Regions from separate parts of the Ovis aries genome. Here regions 2 and 3 are each linked to region 1. The links are chromatin contacts, called in public Hi-C maps. All regions are on one chromosome and are shown on one strand. Each heading gives the region's core, a stretch centred on a gene start, on an enhancer-like site or on the middle of the called end of the contact. The rest is flanking DNA. Distances are from core to core; before and after follow the strand shown. Region 1 holds the start of LOC101114249 (histone PARylation factor 1). Region 2 holds the start of MFAP3L (microfibril associated protein 3 like). Region 3 holds the start of NEK1 (NIMA related kinase 1).

Region 1 (2,810 bases), core at 82-2,581:
AAAGGGCAACAGCAGGAACTCATCACGCCCTGACCCACCCTCCCTCGTTTGTGTAACAGTCTCTGGTTAGACTTTCAAAGACAGGCGCAAACCTATGTTATAAAGAAGAGCCTTTAAATGTACCTCAGTGAAAGGCAGTTTTGCATATTGGTTAGACTGCTCAGGGAGATTCTCGTCTCTCGCCATTTCCAGCTCTGTCACCTTGGGCGAGTTATCTGACCTCTGTGCCCTATTTTCTCAGCTACAAAAAAGGTCTATATCATAAGGCTGTGACAATAAATTATTTGTAGACGCAGACAGAACAGTGCTAACACAGAATACATAACTGCTACCTATATTAGGTTAACCGTAGCCTCTGTGGACTCCTCTTCATTTCTGAGGCTTTTTTCCTAACACTAACACTCTGTCAGAGCAGTTCACTGCCCCTTTAAAGCGAGGAAAGAGCGTTTCAGCGCTGCCTGAACTCACATGCTAGCTCAGGATCCCCCAGTTCTCAACTAGAGTTCAGGACTATGTAGTACCTGTCCCCCTCAAGGCTGCCTTTATCCTTTATTTACCCTTGTACTCCTAAAAAGCGGGACGGGGGCAAAGGCCGCCCAGAACTTGGCCCTCCGGCACCGTCTCACCCCGACCCCGCCACCACCTGCACCCCAGCTGACAGCGCGGCTGAAGGAAGTTTTGGAAACCCTCCTTTACTCTTTCCAGCCGGACTCTCCTGCTTGCAGTGCTGACGCGCGTGAGACAGCAGGGAAAGCCCGAGCAGACGACTCCTCCGAGTGAGCGCCCCTCTTCCCTATCCCGAGCGCCCCGGACCGAGCTGGCGCTGCGCCCCGACACCGCTCTCCTGAGTCACCCGCTTCGGGGTCGGCTCCACGGGAGGGGCGCCACACGCCATCCTGCGGGTGCAGGGCGCTTCCTACGCTCGGCCTGGCCAGTGGGACAGGGAGGGTGGTGTAGGGGGAGTGGGCGAAGTCAACCCGCCCCCCGGGGGAGGTCCGCCAGACCGCGCCAACCTGACCCCGAGGACCCCGGGCTGTGGCCGCCCCCGGGCTGGACCCCACGACTGTAACCGGCCTTGAGCTGTCAGCGCGACCCCGACCGACCCGAAAAGGCGAGGCGCGGCGCCGCTCTCCGCTCCGACCGCAGCGCGCGGCCTGCCCTCCAGCCGGGTACAAACGCGCCGCGCGATCCGCGGGCCCACGGCCGCCCTCGGACCTCCATGCGGTACCTGCGGCCCCTCTCCGCGGAGTCTACGCTTCGCGCCACCGCCCACCATCCTGCAGCGAGAGGCTGCAGTGCCAACCGGTCCCTCCGAGAGCCCGCGCGCCGCCAACCACTTCCGGTTCAGGGGCCACCAATCGTTTCCCCCCGCCGCCGCGCGCACAGAGAAAAGGCACCGCCCCCAGCCCGCATCCCAGCACGCGCGTGGCCGAGGCCCCGCCTACTCCGCCTCCCGGGCAGGTGCGCCCTCCGCAGGCTGACCCACCTGAGCATATGGTTTTCCTTTAAAGAATTACTGCATTTTAAAACGTTTCTATCAAATTATATGTAAAAGGAAATATATAGGCCTCATTCTGTAGTATTCTAAAGTTAACTTCCAGAACCATATAGCGACACATAAAATCAGTTGTAGCAGTTGGGGTTGCATACTTGAAGGTTCTCAGACCCAATAAAATGCTACAATAGAAAAGTACAGGTCAAGAAAACTTGTACAATAGAAACAAAAGTACAACAGAAAACAAAAGTACAATAGAAAAGTACAGCTGATCACAGTATAGGTCGAGAAAACACATACCGCAACAATAACAGTTACGAAACGAATATCTCTTTTAGAGCTAAAAGTCACTGCTTTTACTATTTAGGGGATAGACTGTTAATGAAACAGATTAGTAAAAGACAGTGGAAATGAGATCAAGAATTCCTATGTACTCTTTAAGAGAGTGATTGATTCTAGGATTCACCTAACTTTAAGCTCCTGATCCAAGATACAGTTTTAAAAAGGATATTTATTTCCGATCTTTTTCATGCTTTCAAGACAACAGATATCACATCTAGCCTCTGAGATAAACACTCCATTATGTGAGCTGCGGCAGACAAAAGACCAGGGGGGTGGGGGGGGGTGGGGGGGGGGGGGGGGGGGGGGGGACTTCCCTGGTGGTCCAATGCAGGGGGTCCAGGTTCCTTACCTGGTCAGGGGACTAGACCCCACATGCTACAACTAAAGATCCTGCATGTCTTAAAGAAGTTCAGAGAATCCATGTGCTGCAACTAAGGCCTGGGGCAGTCAAAATAAATAGATAAATAAATACTATAAAAAAGACAAGACAGAATGTACTTGAAATTCCAGGTCCTGGGATGCAGCCACACTCCTACTGAAGCAGACTGAGGCCCTGGAAGTGGGAACCATTGACTCCAGCAATCAGGAATGAGTCCCTGACAAGGCATGTCCCAACCCTGGATGGTAGCACCAGCGCTGAGAAGGCCCACTGCCCCTAGGGCACTCAGATTCCTGGTGTGTCCTGGCAAAAAGGACTTCTTGTAGAATCTGTTGATTATAAGGGACCTAATTAGGGAAAGTCAGGGGACTCTGCTTCACCGGAACACAGGGAGAGGTGGGAAGGGTCCACTTTCATCTAAGTTCCCAGACTGGAAGTCAGAGTTAGCTTCAGACAGAGCTGGTCCCGGGAGCCACGCTGACGGGCAGCAGATGCACTGTCCCGTGAACCTTTGACACTGCATGCTGCCTGCCCCTATCTGTGACCATGGACCCTGGCAAACTGCCTGACTCAACAGTGACCAAACTCTGCCTG
Region 2 (2,810 bases), core at 167-2,666, 210 kb after region 1:
TTATAACTCTTGCAGGCTCAAGTTTTTTGTTTTTTGTTTTTTTTTTTGGACGGGAAGGCGGGTTAATGGTCGAGCTTAAAATAAATCGGCTTTGCAATTACTGTTTGTTAAGCCGATGAAACGTTTTCTCATTCCACGCCATGAAGCAATTCGATGTCAACTTGCTATGGAGTCAAATGCGACAAACTCCGGGAGCTCCAGCGGAGGCGGCGGCTCCCTGAGCACATAGCTCCCCGCTTTCCTGCGGCACCAGGATGAGCCGCCAGCACTCGGGGCCTGCGGGGCCCAGGACAGTGCACACCCCTCATCCCGGTCACTAAGGTCCGGTGACCCGGGCGGCCCGGAATCGGCGAAGGCCCCGCGGTGGCTTGACGTCCCCTTTCCTCCGAGACCTGCCGGCTCCTCGGCTGCGCGCGGTGCACACCGTGCTCCTCGCCGTGGGAGGGCTAAGACACGAGCCTGGGATGCGGTGTCCCCAAACCGCTGCTCTGGGATCCCGTAACATCTTGCGACCCTGGAGCCCACTGCGGGGACACGGGCGCCTCCCAGAGCGCAGCCCCAGCCGCGGGCTCCTCCAGCCCCAGCGCCCCAAAGTTGCGCGGCCGCGACCGGGGCGACTCGGCCACCACGCGGTGCAGGGCTCCCCACCGCCCGCGCCCCACCCGCCGGCGCCCAGCTAACCCGGCTAACCTGACGCCGCCTCGCCACTCCGGCGGCTGCCGTGCGCTCCTCGCCATGGCCAGCCCGGGAGCCGCGCCGTGCCGACGCCCGCAGCCTCTCGGCGGCTGTCCCTGCCCCCGCGCCGGCTGATGTGCGGGCTGCGGAGCCTCCCGGAGCCCAGCCTCCCCGAGCAGAGCAGAGCGGAGACGAGCGGCCGGGCGGAGCATGCCCAGTGCGCGCGCCGCGGCGCCGCCGGGTCTTCGCTGCAGCGCGGCGGGGCGGGGCGAGCGGCGGGGCTGGGGGCGGTGGGCCGGCCCGCGGGGGTGGGACCAGGGCCGGGAGGTGGGGCGCGGCCCCTCGGTCCTAGCGGCCCCGCGGCGGGACCCCGCGCCCGGCTGTCCCCAGCCAGCGCCCGCTCCGTGCGGCCTTGGCAGTGCCGGGGGAGTCCCGGGCTCCCGCCCTCAAGGCTGGGGACCCGCTCTGGACTCGCGACGCTGCACCGCTCCCGCACCTACCCTTGCAGGGACCCAGTGCGGCCGCGAGGAGCCGCAGGAGCGGGACGTCAGCCGGCGGCTTCTGAGCCGGCCCTCGGGATTCTAGAGCTCCTTCTAGACTACCTGTAGTTTCCAAGTTTTCTCTAGAGACCGCTGCGGGGCTTTTTCAGTAAGAAAAGACATTTTCCCAGGCGCCTGCAGAAGTTGAGCGGCCCGGCCTCGCTCTGCAAGCGAGCCTCTTTGCAGACCCGCCGGACCCCGCGGTGCGGGGACCCGCACCCGGCTCTTTCTAGGGCCGCCCCCACCGCGGCGGCCACGCCCAGACACGCCCACACCAGCTCCCGGGTCCCGCCCCCAGGGCTGCGGCGAAAACCCGGCGCGGCGGACTTCTCGCGGCGCCGCGGGGGCCGTCGTTCGCCGGGCTGGAGCCGCACGAGGGCAGGCTGACCCTGCTCGGCTCTCCCCACGCCGCTCTCTCCCCGTCCTCTGTGAACCTCGCGGGCGAGCGTGCCGACCCCCGCCGCCGGCCCGGCCGCAGAAGCGGGTCAGGACCCGACTGAGCATGCTCGCCCGCTCGCCGCCGCGTCTGGACGCAGCCGGGCCTCTGGGTCGGGCCGCGCAGGGGCGGCGCAGGTGCGCGGTCCGGGCGCAGGTGCGCGGGAAGCGGCCGCGTCGGGCGTGGAGGGGGTCTGGCTCACGAGCGAGTAGACCTAGAAACCCTATTTTAACATTACTTTCATGAGCTCAGGAACTTTCAGCTGTTTTCTTCTTTCAGGAAGCCTGAACCCTTCATTCCCGTCTCCAGGGTAGGAAGCATCTTTGACAACCGCACGAGGACACGACATTGTCACCTGGTTTTTCAAACCTTAAGGCCTTGTCCTCACTCTCAGGTCATTTTGCAATATGATAGTCCTCTTTGTCTTCAAACAGGGCTTCCTCTGAGACCCCACACTCTCCAGAGCCCTGCAGGACTGCGCTCGGCCACCTTGGACGAACTTGAAGTGGGCGTGGGAACTTCTTGGGTCACGGTCACCGAGGAGAGGACGGGAATGGAGAGCTTCCAGCAAGGAGAGTCTGCAGGCTGGAGAGGCGTCAACTAAAGACCCCAGAGAGATGCCTTCAGATCAGTGGGGTGAGGCCTGTTTCCCGTCTGGGGTGGGATGCGGGGAGCGCTGGCCCACCAGATTCTACGCTATGGTGGGATCCCCTACATGGGGTGGCATCACTTTCCCCTCGTCTGGTCCCAGGGCAGCGCCAGCGTGCTGGGGGACACCACCTGTCGTGGAAGGTCACACAGGCAAAGAACTTCCTGGAAAGCTTACTCTGGTACTTCTCAGAGCCCTGCCTTGTGCTGGGGTCCCCGCCTCTCTCTCCCGTCAATGTCCCTGCCTCCTGAGCCCCGCTCTTGAGCTTGCCCAGGCTCCTTGGCGGTCCTCAGCGCGAAGAGTTTAGCCTGGGAGAGGATGGGTGAGAATTTGCACCGGCCTGTCCCCAGCAAAACTGAACTGTGGTTGCCCCTCAGCCGCATGTCCTAGCTCAGTGACCAGTACGCTTCTTCTCGGCTGTACACCCTTACAGACGTCGTCCAGGAGTCCCTCATCCACTTTCCCCTGTTGTCTAGCTAGTTGCTGGCCCACTCACCTGCCGGTAGACCTC
Region 3 (2,810 bases), core at 118-2,617, 150 kb before region 1:
AGAGGAAAGGATGAACATGTACATGGTTATATTCATGAGATGATGCCATGTCCACAGGATTACAGTTAAGATTTACTTGGAACACAGTATCAATGCATTATGAAAATGACCTCAAAAGAACTCCCCTGGCCAAGTTCCAAAACCTTTACGAAACTCCCAATTGGTTACTCTTATTGTACGAAAACCTATTTTTCCACAAATTAGGCTCCTTATCTCTCAACAAAGGAAAAAAAAAAAAAAGTGAGCAATCTTGAAACAGATCTGTGGATCCTCTAATTTCAGACAAATCTAAAACAGAAACAACTACTCTCTCCACATATGGCTTCCCTCCATGGTCTCTACAATACTGCTGCATCACAAGACAAGGCCATTGCTAGCAGAGATTGCTAATTATTTTTAATCCTGCAAGTTATCTCCGATGTAATTTGCCATGGCAACAACAACAAAAAAACTGTACGTTTTGGGGTGGATCTTACAATAAAGAATAAAAATTAGGCCTATATATGTGTTTTTTTTTTTAAAAAACCTTATGAACTCTAAAAGTATTAGAACTTTCAGTGCCGTACATGTAGACCGTTTGAAATTACGGGAAGTGGAATCCAAGATTATGAGCTAACCAGTTAACTGCTACTCGTTTTCTAATTAAACCGTGTATGCAATTTAAGACTGGAGACGAGATAAGCAACGTAAATGACTTGCTATCGATTAACAACACTTCTAATATTACTTTAATTCCATGCTCACTATCGCTTTTCTTTTTTATATCGCCTATTAATAATGTCCAAGGATTGCTCAGGGAAGCTGTTCCTTAGAGAATTATCACGTCAGTGAGATGCGGCTATTTCCGTGCACCTCAGGGCAGGAGTCCGCAGCCTCCCCAGAAGGAAGTCAGGGCGAGGTCTCCCGCAATAGAACGACCTCTCAGTTCTGCACGTCACGCCTCCCCGAGCGCCGCTCACCTCAGGACTCAGGCCGTGGGCACCTTCCGGGCCGCCGCCTCCCCCCGGGGCTCAGCGAGGCAGAGCCGACCTTCCGCGGTCCGGAAAGCGCATCTGGCCTCAGCCTGCGCCGCCCGGGCCAACGCCCCGGGGCACGACTCCGCGTCTCCGGACCGAACCAACCGGTTTCCGAGCCCCTGGCAACGGCGGCAGGGGGAGTGCCCCGGGTGCCGCCCCCAACTTCTCAGCGGCGGCTGCCGGCAGCCTTGCGGGGCTGGCGCATTGGGTCTGGGGGCTCCTTGACGGTTCGTCCTCCCGCCTCGCCACGCGGACACCTGATAGCGGGCGACGCCGAGAAGCGCTTAGAGGTCCCGCCTCAGGACTCCTCACAGGACGCCCCAATACCTCACAGGAGGCAGAGCAGCGGGCGGGGCGCCCCGGCGCGGGCATGTGACGTCGGCGCGCGGACGCGGGCGCTGAGCGGGGGCGACCGGGAAGGGCCTCGGGGGCGGGGCCAAGGCGGGGCCCGGCTCCGGAGGTTCGGGCGCGGCAGGTGCCGCAGGCTGCGGGAGGAGGGGAGGGAGGCGCAGGGGGACAGGAGCGTCCTCACTCTTGGGAGTGAGGCCAGGCGGCAACGGGACCACCACGCAAGGTGATGTGGAGTAAAGCCTGTTATCGTCCCACACATACTGCAAGGGGAAAGGGACTCATTTAGCTTTGTTAGAGATGTCACATTTTTAATAATTATTTGGCTGTTTTGAGTATTCCTTGCTGCATGGGCTTTTCTTGAGTTGGAGAGAGCGGGGGCAACTCTCCAGGAGCAGTGTGCAGCCTTCTCATTGCGGCGATTTCTGGACGAGGTTTAATAGTTGTGACACACGGCCCAATTACTCTGTGGCTTGTTGGATTCGTTCCAGACCAAGGATCAAACCCCCGTCTCCTGCACTGGTAGGCGGATTCTTTACCATTGAACCACCAAGGAAGCCCAGGGATGCTACATTTTGAAAACTGATTTTGCTTTAAAAAGCAGAACAAGTGAAATAAATCAAAGACATATACTGTAATGATGTCACATGTGGAATCTGGAAAATAATTTAAACTAGAGAATATATGTTCTTGCCTGGAGAATCCCAGGGACGGGGAAGCCTGGTGGGCTGCCGTCCATGGGGTCGCACAGAGTCGGACACGACTGAAGCGACTTAGCAGCAGCAGCAGCAGCAGCAGCAGAGAATATAAAAAAAGGAAATTGATGAAAACAAACTATTCATACTAGTTATCAGTGAGGAGAGAGGTGAGGCACGATAGGGATACGGGATTAAGATGTACAACTACTGTGTATACAATAAATAGTAAAAGATACATATTATACAGCACAGGGAAACATAGATATTGTTGGTTAATAACTATAACTGAAATGTAACCTGTAAAAAATTTTAATATGTTGTGCACCTGAAACATATGTAATATTGTACACTGACTGTACTCCAATAAACAAATAGAATGTTTTTAAAAAGCAAGACTAGTCCTACGATATTTTGAATGATTAAAGCAAAAGAGTATTTTTAAGTCTTGAATTTTTAATATAACATGGTTTAAAGAGAAAAAATTAAGAAACAAAAAACAAATAAGTATAATGTGGTTTTCCACACCTTTGCATCTGTTGAGTATATGTGTTTCTTACTGGTATACTGAAAGGTTCAGTGGTCTAAGTACCTTTCTCCAATGCAGGAGTTTCAAAGATGGAGACAGATTTTTCTGTAATAAGGGATCAGGTTCGGTGTAGTCCTGAGTAGCCCTTTGGCTAACTTGCCTTTCTGAGAGTAACCCAGAATACTGGAGAATCCAAACTTGAAGCTGAAGGAGGATGGTGGT

What was found. Hi-C and Micro-C count contacts between places; a contact is called where the count stands out from the background.
Region 2: a Hi-C map of hypothalamus shows a contact between it and region 1, with 2.7 times the contacts expected there. The contact joins the promoter of MFAP3L here to the promoter of LOC101114249 in region 1. A contact is called at or near these places in 2 of 16 Hi-C or Micro-C datasets (hypothalamus and tail adipose tissue).
Region 3: a contact with region 1 is called in a Hi-C map of muscle, with 4 times the contacts expected there. The contact joins the promoter of NEK1 here to the promoter of LOC101114249 in region 1. A contact is called at or near these places in 2 of 16 Hi-C or Micro-C datasets (hypothalamus and muscle).

The regions. Positions count from the first base shown.
Region 1 is chr2:111,377,683-111,380,492 of ARS-UI_Ramb_v3.0, reverse strand. It overlaps LOC101114249 (histone PARylation factor 1), which reads right to left and starts at 1,331. Exons shown (of 8, transcript XM_027964642.2): 1 at 1,229-1,331. The coding sequence starts at 1,276.
Region 2 is chr2:111,166,760-111,169,569 of ARS-UI_Ramb_v3.0, reverse strand. MFAP3L (microfibril associated protein 3 like) reads right to left here and starts at 1,416. Exons shown (of 3, transcript XM_042243559.2): 1 at 1,176-1,416. LOC121818677 (a long non-coding RNA gene) reads left to right here and starts at 1,547. Exons shown (of 3, transcript XR_006058703.2): 1 at 1,547-1,806; 2 at 2,085-2,286.
Region 3 is chr2:111,525,205-111,528,014 of ARS-UI_Ramb_v3.0, reverse strand. It overlaps NEK1 (NIMA related kinase 1), which reads right to left and starts at 1,367. Exons shown (of 31, transcript XM_060411063.1): 1 at 960-1,367.